Linked DNA regions of Sus scrofa: regions 1, 2 and 3 are each linked to region 4. The links are chromatin contacts, called in public HiChIP or PLAC-seq and promoter capture Hi-C maps. All regions are on one chromosome and are shown on one strand. The core of a region is the stretch at or near the end of the contact, and the rest is flanking DNA. Distances in the headings are between cores, read along the strand shown.

The links. Promoter capture Hi-C pulls out the DNA fragments that hold promoters and counts their contacts. HiChIP or PLAC-seq counts read pairs in DNA pulled down with a chosen protein or histone mark.
Region 1: an H3K27ac HiChIP or PLAC-seq map of alveolar macrophages shows a contact between it and region 4. The contact joins the promoter of MAP4 here to the promoter of ELP6 in region 4. A contact is called at or near these places in 2 of 2 datasets of contacts at active chromatin or transcription factors (alveolar macrophages and skeletal muscle).
Region 2: a contact with region 4 is called in a promoter capture Hi-C map of liver, with 6 times the contacts expected there. The contact joins the promoter of DHX30 here to the promoter of ELP6 in region 4. A contact is called at or near these places in 3 of 5 promoter capture datasets (fetal liver, fetal skeletal muscle and liver), 16 of 47 Hi-C or Micro-C datasets (alveolar macrophages, embryonic fibroblasts, fetal heart ventricle and 9 more) and 2 of 2 datasets of contacts at active chromatin or transcription factors (alveolar macrophages and skeletal muscle).
Region 3: a contact with region 4 is called in an H3K27ac HiChIP or PLAC-seq map of alveolar macrophages. The contact joins the enhancer-like site here to the promoter of ELP6 in region 4. A contact is called at or near these places in 10 of 47 Hi-C or Micro-C datasets (embryonic fibroblasts, fetal heart ventricle, heart right ventricle and 5 more) and 2 of 2 datasets of contacts at active chromatin or transcription factors (alveolar macrophages and skeletal muscle).

What each region holds. Positions count from the first base shown.
Region 1 is chr13:30,803,932-30,806,631 of Sscrofa11.1, reverse strand. It overlaps MAP4 (microtubule-associated protein 4), which reads left to right and starts at 1,449. Exons shown (of 19, transcript XM_021070579.1): 1 at 1,449-1,576.
Region 2 is chr13:30,600,692-30,603,391 of Sscrofa11.1, reverse strand. It overlaps DHX30 (putative ATP-dependent RNA helicase DHX30), which reads right to left and starts at 1,384. Exons shown (of 22, transcript XM_003132174.5): 1 at 1,117-1,384.
Region 3 is chr13:30,724,575-30,727,274 of Sscrofa11.1, reverse strand. The region is part of intron 3 of MAP4 (microtubule-associated protein 4); the gene reads left to right. Among named protein-coding and RNA genes, the nearest start is that of MAP4, 79 kb to the left of the region's middle. Within about 2 kb of position 1,439, at least 3 of the 83 cell types and tissues checked have an H3K27ac peak or open chromatin away from gene starts, as enhancers often do. A contact at or near this core is called in alveolar macrophages, where this site is marked.
Region 4 is chr13:30,340,636-30,343,335 of Sscrofa11.1, reverse strand. ELP6 (elongator complex protein 6) reads left to right here and starts at 1,384. Exons shown (of 7, transcript XM_003358419.4): 1 at 1,384-2,195. The coding sequence starts at 1,944.

The DNA of each region.
Region 1 (2,700 bases), core at 200-2,699, 460 kb before region 4:
AGGCACCAGTCTAAGCATTTTGCATGTATTAACACATTTGATCCACACAGCAACCTTAATGAGGTAGGTACCATTATTATCCATTTTACAGTTGAGGAAACTGAGGTACAGAGAGATTAAATATCTTCCACAAGCTCACACAATTTTTTTTTTTGTCTTTTGTCCTTTTTTTAGGGCCACGCATGCGGCATATGGAGGTTCCCAGGCTAGGGGTGGAATCGGAGCTGCAGCTGCCAGCCTACGCCACAGCCACAGCAACCCAGGATATGGGCCGCATCTGTGACCTACACCACAGCTCACAGCAATGCCAGATCCTTGACCCACTGAGCGAGGCCAGGGATTGAACCCGCAACCCCACAGTTCCTAGTTGGATTTGTTACTGCTGCGCCACCGAGGGAACTCCTCATTTTTATAAACAAGGCAACTAAAGCTTAACTTCCCTAATGTTACATAGCTAGAAAGTGGTAGGGCTTTCAACCAAGTCCAATGTTCTTTCTGGTAACCAACTGGCTCTGGAGGTTGAATGTATGGCCCCAGTGCCTGACTCCCTGAGTTAAACCCCACTCTGCCAATTACTGGCTTGCCAACATTAGGTAAGTAACTTAGCTTCGGTGTTTGTTTTCTCATCTGTAAAATGAGAACCAACTGTATAGGATTACCTACCATATAGGATTGTTGTGATGATTAAATGAGTTATTAGGTGTCACATACTTACAAGAGTGCCTGGAATATAGTGAACATTCAATAGATGTTAACTAAAATGACTTTAAAGTTCTGCACCAGCATTACTCAGCAGAAATACAATGTGAACCAAACAGTAATTCTACTTTCTCTAGTGGTCACATTTTAAAAAGTTAAAAAAAAAAAAGAGCTTATTTTAAAAATATTTTATTTAACCAAAGACACCACAAACCGCAATCAGTTTTGTTTTTTTGACTTTTGTCATTTTAGAGCCGCACTCAAGGCATATGGAGGTTCCCAGGCTAGGGGTCCAATCCGAGCTGTTGCTGCCGGTCTACACCAGAGCCACAGCAACGCCAGATCAGAGCCGAGTCTGCGACCTACACCACAGCTCACGGCAATGCCGGATCCTTAACCCACTGAACGAGGACAGGGACCGAACCTAAACCTCATGGTTCGTAGTCGGATTCATTTCCGCTGCGCCGAGACGGGAATTCCTGCAATCAATTTTGTAATGATTCCTGTAATCAATATAAAATTATGAATGAGCTATTTTATATATATTTTTTAAGTCTGGGAAATCCGGTGTGTATTCTACACTTATAGCACATCTCAACTTGGACCAGCCACGTCACTTGTGGCTGGTGGCAGAACAGCAGCGAGGACGCCACCCCAGCAGCGTCCTCATCACCCGACTGCTGCTTTCTACCCGCTACCAGCTGGCCCCCGCCCCTGGTCCCGCCCCGCGCCCCTCCCAGGTTACGTCATAGAGCCCACAGGCCCCGCCGGCGGGGAGACCCGGCCCTGCCGCGTGTGCGCGGCAACTCGCATCTTCCCCGCTCCAGGCACCCGAGTTCTGAAAGGAAGCGACGACCACCCCAGAGCAGCGGGAGAGGTCGGTGTCTCTTCCGCCTACTCTGGCGTCCGCGGGCGGGCGAGCCGACGGGAAGCGGGCGTCCAAAGCCCCCATGCGTACCTCGCCCCCAACGGTCCTCCGCTCGGAGGCTACCCCAGCAGGGTCGAGGAGGTGGGGCCTGCGCCCACTGGTCCGCCTCAGCCCTCCGCCCGCCTCCTAGCCCCGCTTATTGGCCTGAACCACAGCGCCCGCGGGATAGGCGGTGGCGGCGCCCCTCCCTCGCGCCCGCCCTCAAGAGGGCGACGAGGAAGCGGCCGCCTCCCTGCGTCCCGCCCCTCGGTCTTGCTTGCTGGCTTCCAGCTCCTCCCGGCTCCTCCCGGCCCTCTCCCGGCTCCCTCCGGCTCCGGCTCCGGTGCGGCTGCGGCGGCGGGTAGGTGCAGAGGCAGGCGGGGCCGTATCCGAGGGGTGGCCTCCCCACTGTCTCTATTGCTGCCCGAGTCTCACCTCGCGGCTGCCGGGGACCCCAAGACTCGCCGGAGGCGGGCAAGGGCGGTGGCCGCCGGCCTGCGGGACGCGGGGGCGGGCGGGGGGCCTGCGGGCGTTATTTTCCGAGTTCAAGGCGAGATCCGGGGGCTGGTGGGCGAGCTGAGAGCTTCGGCTCCAGGGGTATGGAGCAGTGGGTGCTGAGCAGCATACCTCTAGCGCGAGACGGGGCAGAGCCCGGGTAGCGCGGATCGGTTGCAGCCTGGGGCCCTGGGTGGGGCTCGGGAACGTAGGGGAACTCAAAGGTCATCTTGTGAGGCTTTTAGGGGTCAGTTGAGGTGGGGCAGAGGCAAGTCTTAGAGAGGGTGCCCGGTCAGAGGTATCGGAAGGGCGGAGAGGTGATCGAGAGAACCGGGCCTCAGGCAGGACTCTCCCTCCTTGTGCGCGCGGCCCAGGCACTGTTTGGAGACTAAGCATGTGTCTGGCTGCGGGAGTGCGCAGGAGTCGCAGTAAGGGTGGAGATGTGAGGATAGGACAGGGACCTGAAGGGGCGGTTAGAAAGGTTATCCGGAACTGAGATTGGTCTAGTACATGGACTAGGTTCTCCGCCGGTGTGTTGCTTGAGCTCTTTGGTGAAATTGGCCTGTGGAGGCGGGGAATGTGAGGGTTTTGCTTCTATC
Region 2 (2,700 bases), core at 135-2,634, 260 kb before region 4:
TTCCATATTTTAAAACAGTTGGAGAGTAAGTATCTTTTGGAGGTAAAGGGACAACCTACACAGAAAATGCAGCAAAGGATGTATTTCCTGCACCTAAAACAGCTACATAAATAAAAAGCGCTAAATAAATCCCAAATACTATATCAGGAAAAGAGTTCTCCTTCCAGAAACTCCAAGATTCCAAGATTTAAGTGTAAACTATAAAATGCAGTCAAGTCCCACTATGCCAGTGGGGTTACTGCCTTCAAAGAAACTGCAAGGGAAACGAACAAACAATGCTCTTTTCGCTTTGGCTAGTAAATTGCAACTAAAACCCACGTTTAGAATCTGCAACTGGCCACCTGCAGTCCACTTGCTACAGTGTATGACAAGCCCCTGTAGATGGAGGTTGGAAAGTGAACAATCTCTGCCCTGCAAAATCACAATTAAAGTGAGCAGTGTTGCTACACGTCGACTAGCTAGACAGCATGCTAACGCCATACTCCTGGCTCGAGGGTTCTGAGGACCCCTGGGACTTCAGTTCACTGCAAACAAAGGACCCAACATGCATTAGGTCTTCCCCTGCGAAATGGGGCAAGTCACCACCAGCAAACAAAGAACACTTCACCCCTTGGCCTCCCCCAGTAAAAAGGTCGGTGCAAAAGGAGGCAAACCAGGGGGGCCAGAATGCACCAGGCCACCTTTTGGACGAACGGTCCAGGCGGCACGGGGGCAGACAAAGGTCCCAGGGCACTCCGGGGGCTTCCTCCAGGCCCTACCTCGGGAAACAGAGCATCCCCTGAGGCGGAGGCGTTGTTGCGCCAATGAAGCGGCTTCTCCAGCGGCCCCCGCGGTGCCCCTGGCTACGAGGCCCGCCCCAGCGGACCGGTCTGGCCCCCGCCCCCGCCCCGGCTCCATGGCAACGGCAGGCCGAGGCCTGGCTGGCCAGGGCTCGGCCCGGCCGGCTTCCCGGGCAGGCCTAGGATGCCCGGCCTGCTTCACGGGCCAGCCCGCTTCTCCACCCCACTCTCCGCCAAGCCGGCGGTCGGACCCGAGCCCCTCCTCGCGCCGACCACCCCCGGCCGCGGCCGGCTCCTCAAGGGGGCACGAAAGGGGAGAATAAAAAGCCCAATTCACCTGTTGTTACAGATGTGAAACAAGCCTCGGTGCACCGCGCATGAGCCGCGGGCCCCCCCAAACCACGGCCGGACTACAACTCCCACCAGCCGCTGCGCGGCCGCTTCCGGGTCCCGTGGCGGAAGTCCCGCCAGCCGCGGGAGCTCCCGGTCCCGTGCCCCCAGCCCCGCCTCCCGCGCTCGACCCCGCGTCTCCGCGGGTCTGCAGCTGGTCCCCTGCTTGAGGCCCTCAGTGGCCGCCCAGGGCTCATGCCCCCGGGTAGCCAACCCGCGGCGAGACTCCGGCGCCGGGCCCAATGAGGGGTGGGCGAGGCGGGACTTCCGGCAGGGTAGTTAAGAGGATGAGCACGCGAGGAGCCCTGGGGGCGTCCAGGAAGCGAGCCTGGGCCGCCGCCCTTTTCGCTGTGGCTTAGCATCCCGAGTGTGATTGTGAGAGAGATTTAGGGTCCTCTGCACACCCGCCCCGCGCCTCCCGCTGCGGGTAAACACACAGGCCGGGTCAGGGTTGAGCCGGGAACAAAATCCAACTCTGGCTCCGGGCTTCTACCCGCTTCCCCGCCGCGGCTCGTTGCCACGCCTCTTCTCTTCTCCATCTTCCCTTTGATCTTCTGTTTCTTTAGGGAGATGAGGATTTCTGCCTCACAAGATTGTTAGGAAGATGAAGTTAACACGATCGCGCGTTGTGAACAGTACAACGCTAGGAAAAGAACAAGGGGGCACTTGTAAGTGGAGGGAGACCGCAGGTCAGAGAGCTGCTGGGCGTGTCTAAAGATCCCGTGCCCCCGCCTCCCTCTCGCCTGAGATGAGAAAGGGCATTGTCCTTGTTTTGTGCTGCATTCCTTCAAATGAGGCTCCAGTGTGAATGTCAAAAGGAGACATCTCAGTGGGGAGTAGCTCTGAAGCTGGGTCAGGATTTTACTGCTGGAAAGACTTAGAATATGCTTTCTAAAATGTGGCCGTATCCCATCGTTTTTGTCCAAACATTTAAATTTAACAAGTATTTATTATTTTATCTCAACGTGGGACAGAAGGGTGAGAGAGGTGAGCATGGAACATGCAAATAATTATTACCTGTTTTAATCAGGGCGTGGGGCTATGATGTGTGTGGGATGTTGCCTTCAGGGATATTGATGGATAGCAGTTGTGTGGCAGAAACGAAGACCCAGCTCCCAAGGGGTCTAGGGCCAGTAAAGAAGATGAAAACATCTGTAAAGCAGAAAGTTAGTTATAAATGCTGGAGAGGAAGTATAGTGTTGAAAAGGTACAGAAAGTCACGTGAGCAAAGGCATCCAGGTGGAACAAAAGGCAAATCCTAAGACTATTCAATAGTTCAATGTGACCAATGGGGTGGATATGTATATGTTTAGGAAAATAGAGCAGAAAAAGCAGGATGCTATGCTGGGATTTTGACTTTATTTTTAATCAATTGTTTTTTGTGAGACATTTTTACAGTTCAAGTAGGAGAGTAAATTTACTGTATTTTAGAGAAGTTATTCTGGAAGTGTGGGAGTAGAGTTGGCTGGAAAAATATTACCTTGGATACTAACCAAATGAAAGTAATGAAGGATTGAACTATGTTCAGTGG
Region 3 (2,700 bases), core at 190-2,689, 380 kb before region 4:
CCATTCAGGGTTAACCTCCCTTGAGTCCTTTATGCATTCCGTGGTGGGATTGGTGGGTCACATGTGAAGACCAGTATATCAGGTCCTTTCCCATGAACCTTGGCATTTACTGTCACACGTTCTGAGGACTGACTCAGTAGGACTCCTTCTCTTTCCTCATTTTTCCAAACTAATAGCTAAAAAATCTGGAACCATCTGGGACAAATACTGTGGAACTTTTCAAATGACAAGCTTTGATTGGATTTTTAGAACATAAAACATGGGTTATGTTTTGAAAGTATAGAGGAGTTCTGGTTTAAGATCTGGAATGTGAGATACTCTGAAATTTTCTATCCTCTTGCCATGCAGGTTTTATAATTGCTAAGCCACCCACCGATTATTTCAGATTAAAATAAATATTTGGCACTGTGTTCTGAGGAAGATTTTGAGATGTATATTGTCTTAAATCCTCTGGTATAAAAAGTAAAACTACTTTTGGGATGGGAAAGTTAGAATATTATGCAAGTTTAAACTGAGTCCTTGCTGTGACTTCTGAAATTTAGGGAGCATTTCCTACTGGGGGCACAAGGGTTTGTGCCTCTACCAGGAATTCCTACTATGGGTTCTGGAGAGAAGGTACATTTTAGAGGGAAGAGTTTGTACTTACCTTTTAAGCAACAGATAAATATGAAAATACTTACCATTAAAGTAAAATACGAAAAGTGCCATAGGAGAGCACACCGTCAAATAAAGCAGAGCTCTTTCCCTTTGGGGGTTTTTTGGTGCCTTTCTTTTTCTGCCCAAGGAGGTTTTCACAACCGGTAGTGCTAACTTTTAAAAGTCATACTTGGAGTTCCCATCATGCTGCAGTGGAAACGAATTCTACTAGGAACCATGAGGTTGTGGGTTCAATCCCTGGCCTTGGTCAGTGGGTTAAGGATCTGGTGTTGCCGTGAGCTGTGGTGTAGGTCACAGACGCGGCTCGGATCCTTCGTTGCTGTGGCTGTGGCGTAGGCTGGCAGCTACAGCTCTGATTGGACCCCTAGCCTGGGAACCTCCATATGCCACAAGTGCGGCCCCAAAGAGGCGGGAAAAAAAAAAAAGTTGTATTTGACATCCTGTCACTTCTAACTAACTAGTCTTCACAGCTTGTCTAGGTGATGGGGGTAGAAAAGCCTGAGTGGGACCCTGTGTCTATAGTCAGAAACACAAACACTTCATTATTGATGTTGATTCATTCCATTTTAATTTCCATTTTTGTCATGTTTTATTTTTGAAATTTGTTGTTTTCTTTTTGAATTTATGGAATTGTTGATACTTTCTACTAACAGCCATATAAAATTTGGTGTATATTGTTAGCTATTTCACTTGGATGTTTCATTTTGAAGGAAGTAAATGTAATGTTGCTCATAGAGCTTCATCTGAAGTAGCCAGTCCTGTGATGAAATACTGTATTGTCCCAATGGTCATGCCCAGTGGCCCAGGATCTTACTGATGAGGCAGCCAGACCTGTCAGGGTTGCTCTGTTGAAATGTGTTGTTTCTTATATGCAATCTCTTTTTTTCTTTTTTTTCTTTTTGGCCCAATATTGAAGATGTCAAACTTTGTTTTTAAATAATATTTTAAAAAACTTTTATTTACACACCTAAGTTCGTATTTTTTATGACTTTAGACTTCAATGGTTTTGTATATTGGGACATTTTAATGTGATCATTGTATTAAATAAATTACACTAATAAACATCTTACACTAACACGTATGGACTGGACTTTGGTTGGGCTCTTAATTACTGAAGTATAATGTGAGCAAAACATGAGTTTTGAAAATAAAGACCCTTGAGGCATGAGCTCTCGGTCTAATGAAGCTTCTAATCCAATCTATGATAATTGCCTAATTATATGGGCTTTTTCCTCCCTTTTGCCAGGCACCTTCACTTATGTTGTCATTTTGGATTATCAGAGTGAACTCCCTTTTATCCGGAATCTGTTTTTAAGAGTTAAGAAGCCCAAAGAACTATTTGATATTTTATAGCATCTGGTGAGAAAGATTTTTGGCAGAGTGGCAATAAGAAGTTATCCCAAAAGACAGTTTCCATGGCATATCAATTACCATTAGGTACTTTTTTCTTTTTAGGGCCACACCTGTGGCATGTGGAGGTTCCCAGACTAGGGGTTAAATCAGAGCTGCAGCTGCAGGCCTACGCCACAGCTACAGCAACGCAGGATCCAAGGTGCATCTGTGACCTATGCTGCAGCTCATGGCAATGCTGGATCTTTAACCCACCGAGTGAGATCAGGGATTGAAACCACATCCTCACAGACACTATGTCAGGTTCTTAACCCACTGAGCCACAGTGGGAACTCTTAGACACTTTCTAATACTCCACTTATGTTTTGTTTAACGCAGTTGAAATTCAGTCTTCCTGAAATGCCTTCTGAATTAATAAATAAAACACGGTCCATTCAATAACATTTTAATTTTGTAACTTCATTATTTGATAATCCAGTATGTTGTATCTGGGATACATTCAATGTAATATCCAATCCCCTAGCCATTCTGGGTTAGTGTTTCTTTACAGATTTGCAAATGTAATATGTTAACTAAATTAAGATGGTGAAAATATTGAATACCTAAGGTAATTTTTATAGCATAAAGAATTTTTTTTTAGCTTGGCAGACACTTCTTTTTATTAAGAAAGTTCAATTTAGGAGTTCCTTGGTG
Region 4 (2,700 bases), core at 135-2,634:
CAGCGGGAACTCCTATATGTATCATTTTTAAAGATGCCACACATCAGTGATATCATGTGATGTTGTCTCTCTGTCTCACTTACTTCACTCAGTATGATAATCTCTAGGTCCATCCACGTCACTGCAAATGGCATTATTTCATTCTTTTTTGTGGCTGAGTAATAGATGTTAATTCTATGATTATGTATCTTAATAAATCTTATATATGGAGGGCCAACTAGAATGAGGCTATGTCAGTGGTAGAGAGGCAGCACTTTTTTCTTTTTTTTTTTTTTTTTTGGTCTTTTTAGGGTCTCAACTGCAGCACATGGAGGTTCCCAGGCTAAGGGTCTCATCAGAAATACAGCCGCCAGCCTACACCACAGCAACAGTAACTCCAGATCTGAGCCAAGTCTGCGACGAAACAACCTCACAGTTCCTAGTTGGATTCGTTTCCACCCTGCCATGACAGGACCTCCGAGAAGCAGCAGTTGCCACCGGCCTGCACCACAGCCACAGCAACTCGGGATCTAAGCAGCATCTGCAACCTATACCACAGCTCACGGCATCGCCGGATCCTTAACCCACTGAGCGAGGCTAGGGATCAAACCTGCAACCTCATGGTTTCTAGTCAGATTCATTAACCACTGAGCCACGACAGGAACTCCAAGCAGCACTCTTATTAGCTGGGAGAGGGAATGTTTTGTTTGTGGCTTAGACAATGTTCATGTTTCGTGTTCATCACAGTGATGGAGCGGTCTAGTTTTGTCTTCATCCATCATAATCAATTGATGTTGATGTTTTGTGAAATTGTTTATGCTCAACAGGGAAACACTGAGACCTAGCTGTGTCAAAGTAGCTCCTGGATAACACGGCCTGCCTTCTTTTTCACACAGCAGTAATCATGAAACATCCCACCCTTGGCTAGAGGATCTAAGTGATTTTGACACAGAGGCAGCCTCAGTTTCCAGCCCAGGTGCAGAGCTTTAGATCATGACTGCATTCCAAATCTATCCTAATCTTGTAGTTTCCATGGAGACCCTGGTCTGCTTTGCAGTCCCAGCCAGATTTTGACTCGTGTACATGCAGCTGTGCTTCATTTAAATTCCCTTTGAACCCCACATCGTCATACAACTCTCTCCTTTGCTTGGTGACAGGTTCCTGGCTCTCTGCTTGTGTGCTATCTCCCTCACTACAATGAGTAAATAAACTTAATTTTGTCGAATTACAGATTTGTCTCTGGGGATCTGAGGTTGCTTGGGCTAGAACAAAAACTATACATATAAAAGCTACAGAAAAAATAACAGCAGGTGAAAAGGATAAGAAGTGCTGGGAAAGGGACAGTTTGCAATTTAAATAGGATGCTCAGGGAAGGTCTGTCAAGGTGATAGCTGAGTAAAGACGTAAAAAACGCGGGGGTTTTTTGAACGGCTTATTATCTGGGAAAAGAACATTCCACGAGGGGGAAACAGGGCGAAAGCCCCGAGGAGGAGCATACAGGGCGTGTTCCAATCATATCTGGTCAGTGACCCTACCCTGACAACACCTTTAATTCTGAAACCTACCCATACCCCATTGTTACTTCCTTGTATGCTTTTTCTTTTTTCCATAGAACTTTTCAATGTATCATTTCACGTTTATTTTTTAATTAAAAACAAAAAGTATAGTTGATTTACAATGTTGTGCCCATTCCGTGTTGATTATGTTTGTCTTTTGTTTTTCACGAGGGCGGGCATCTTCCCTCCTCTGGTTAGGCGATGTAGCCAAGCTTCTAGAAATGTGGCACACACTACAGGAGCTCGACAGGCTATACAGTCCGGAGGTCCTGGGCTGGGGAGAGAGCGCAGCCAAGGGAAGGAGGAAGAGGCCCAGTCGCCTGGTACCTTGGGGAGCCCCTACGAAGGGCCTGCAAAGGAACCACTGTCCAAGGCGCCTGGCGCCCGGCCCCTGGCCCCTGGCTCCGGATGCGCGTCGCGGCGCCTGCGCAGGCAGCGGCCCGGTCCGGGCGCTCGCTTTATTGGCTGCGGCGGGATCTTAGAAGAGGCTTTGCGCATGCGCGCTCCTGCCGCACGGGCCTGAGTGGTGGGTGTCGCTCTCCAGCTTCAGCCGTCTCTGCCGCAGCCCCATCTCTTCGTCCAGGGCGCTCCTTCGCAGAGCTGAGAATGTTCTCGGAACTCAGTAACCTTCTCAACACCAGTCCTGACAAGGTGGAGCAGGTAAAGGTCGTCAGGAAATGGGCGGGTCCCGGGAGCATGGCGGAAGACGGCGTACCCGGATGAAGCGCACTCTGACCTGTGGGAAATTACACGTTGGTCCGGAGGTGCGGGGGTGCCTGGGAATTGTAGTCCGCGGAGGGCCCACTGGGGGACTGGACAGGACTCTTGGGCTTGCGGAACGTGGGCATCTCGACCTTATTGCGCCTTCTCAAAGGCCGTGTGTGCCCTTGAGGTTCACAGGAAGCATATCCAACCTTTGGATTGGCTTAACTTCACAAACGTGTACCAGCGAGCTCTATGCATGTTCAATAAGGTGGGCGTCCTGGCGCCCAAAAGTGCTTGCCCGAGAGGAGAGGAGAGTTCCACCCTCTACCCTTCTCATGGGACCCGCTTCTTAACCGTCCTGAGCCTTCCTCTGGCCCGGGAGCGCTTGGCGGGTCGCACTGAACGCTGCTGCGCTTCTTCCTCCTTATGGTCTCTAATTGTGCTCTTTCAAGCAGCTCTC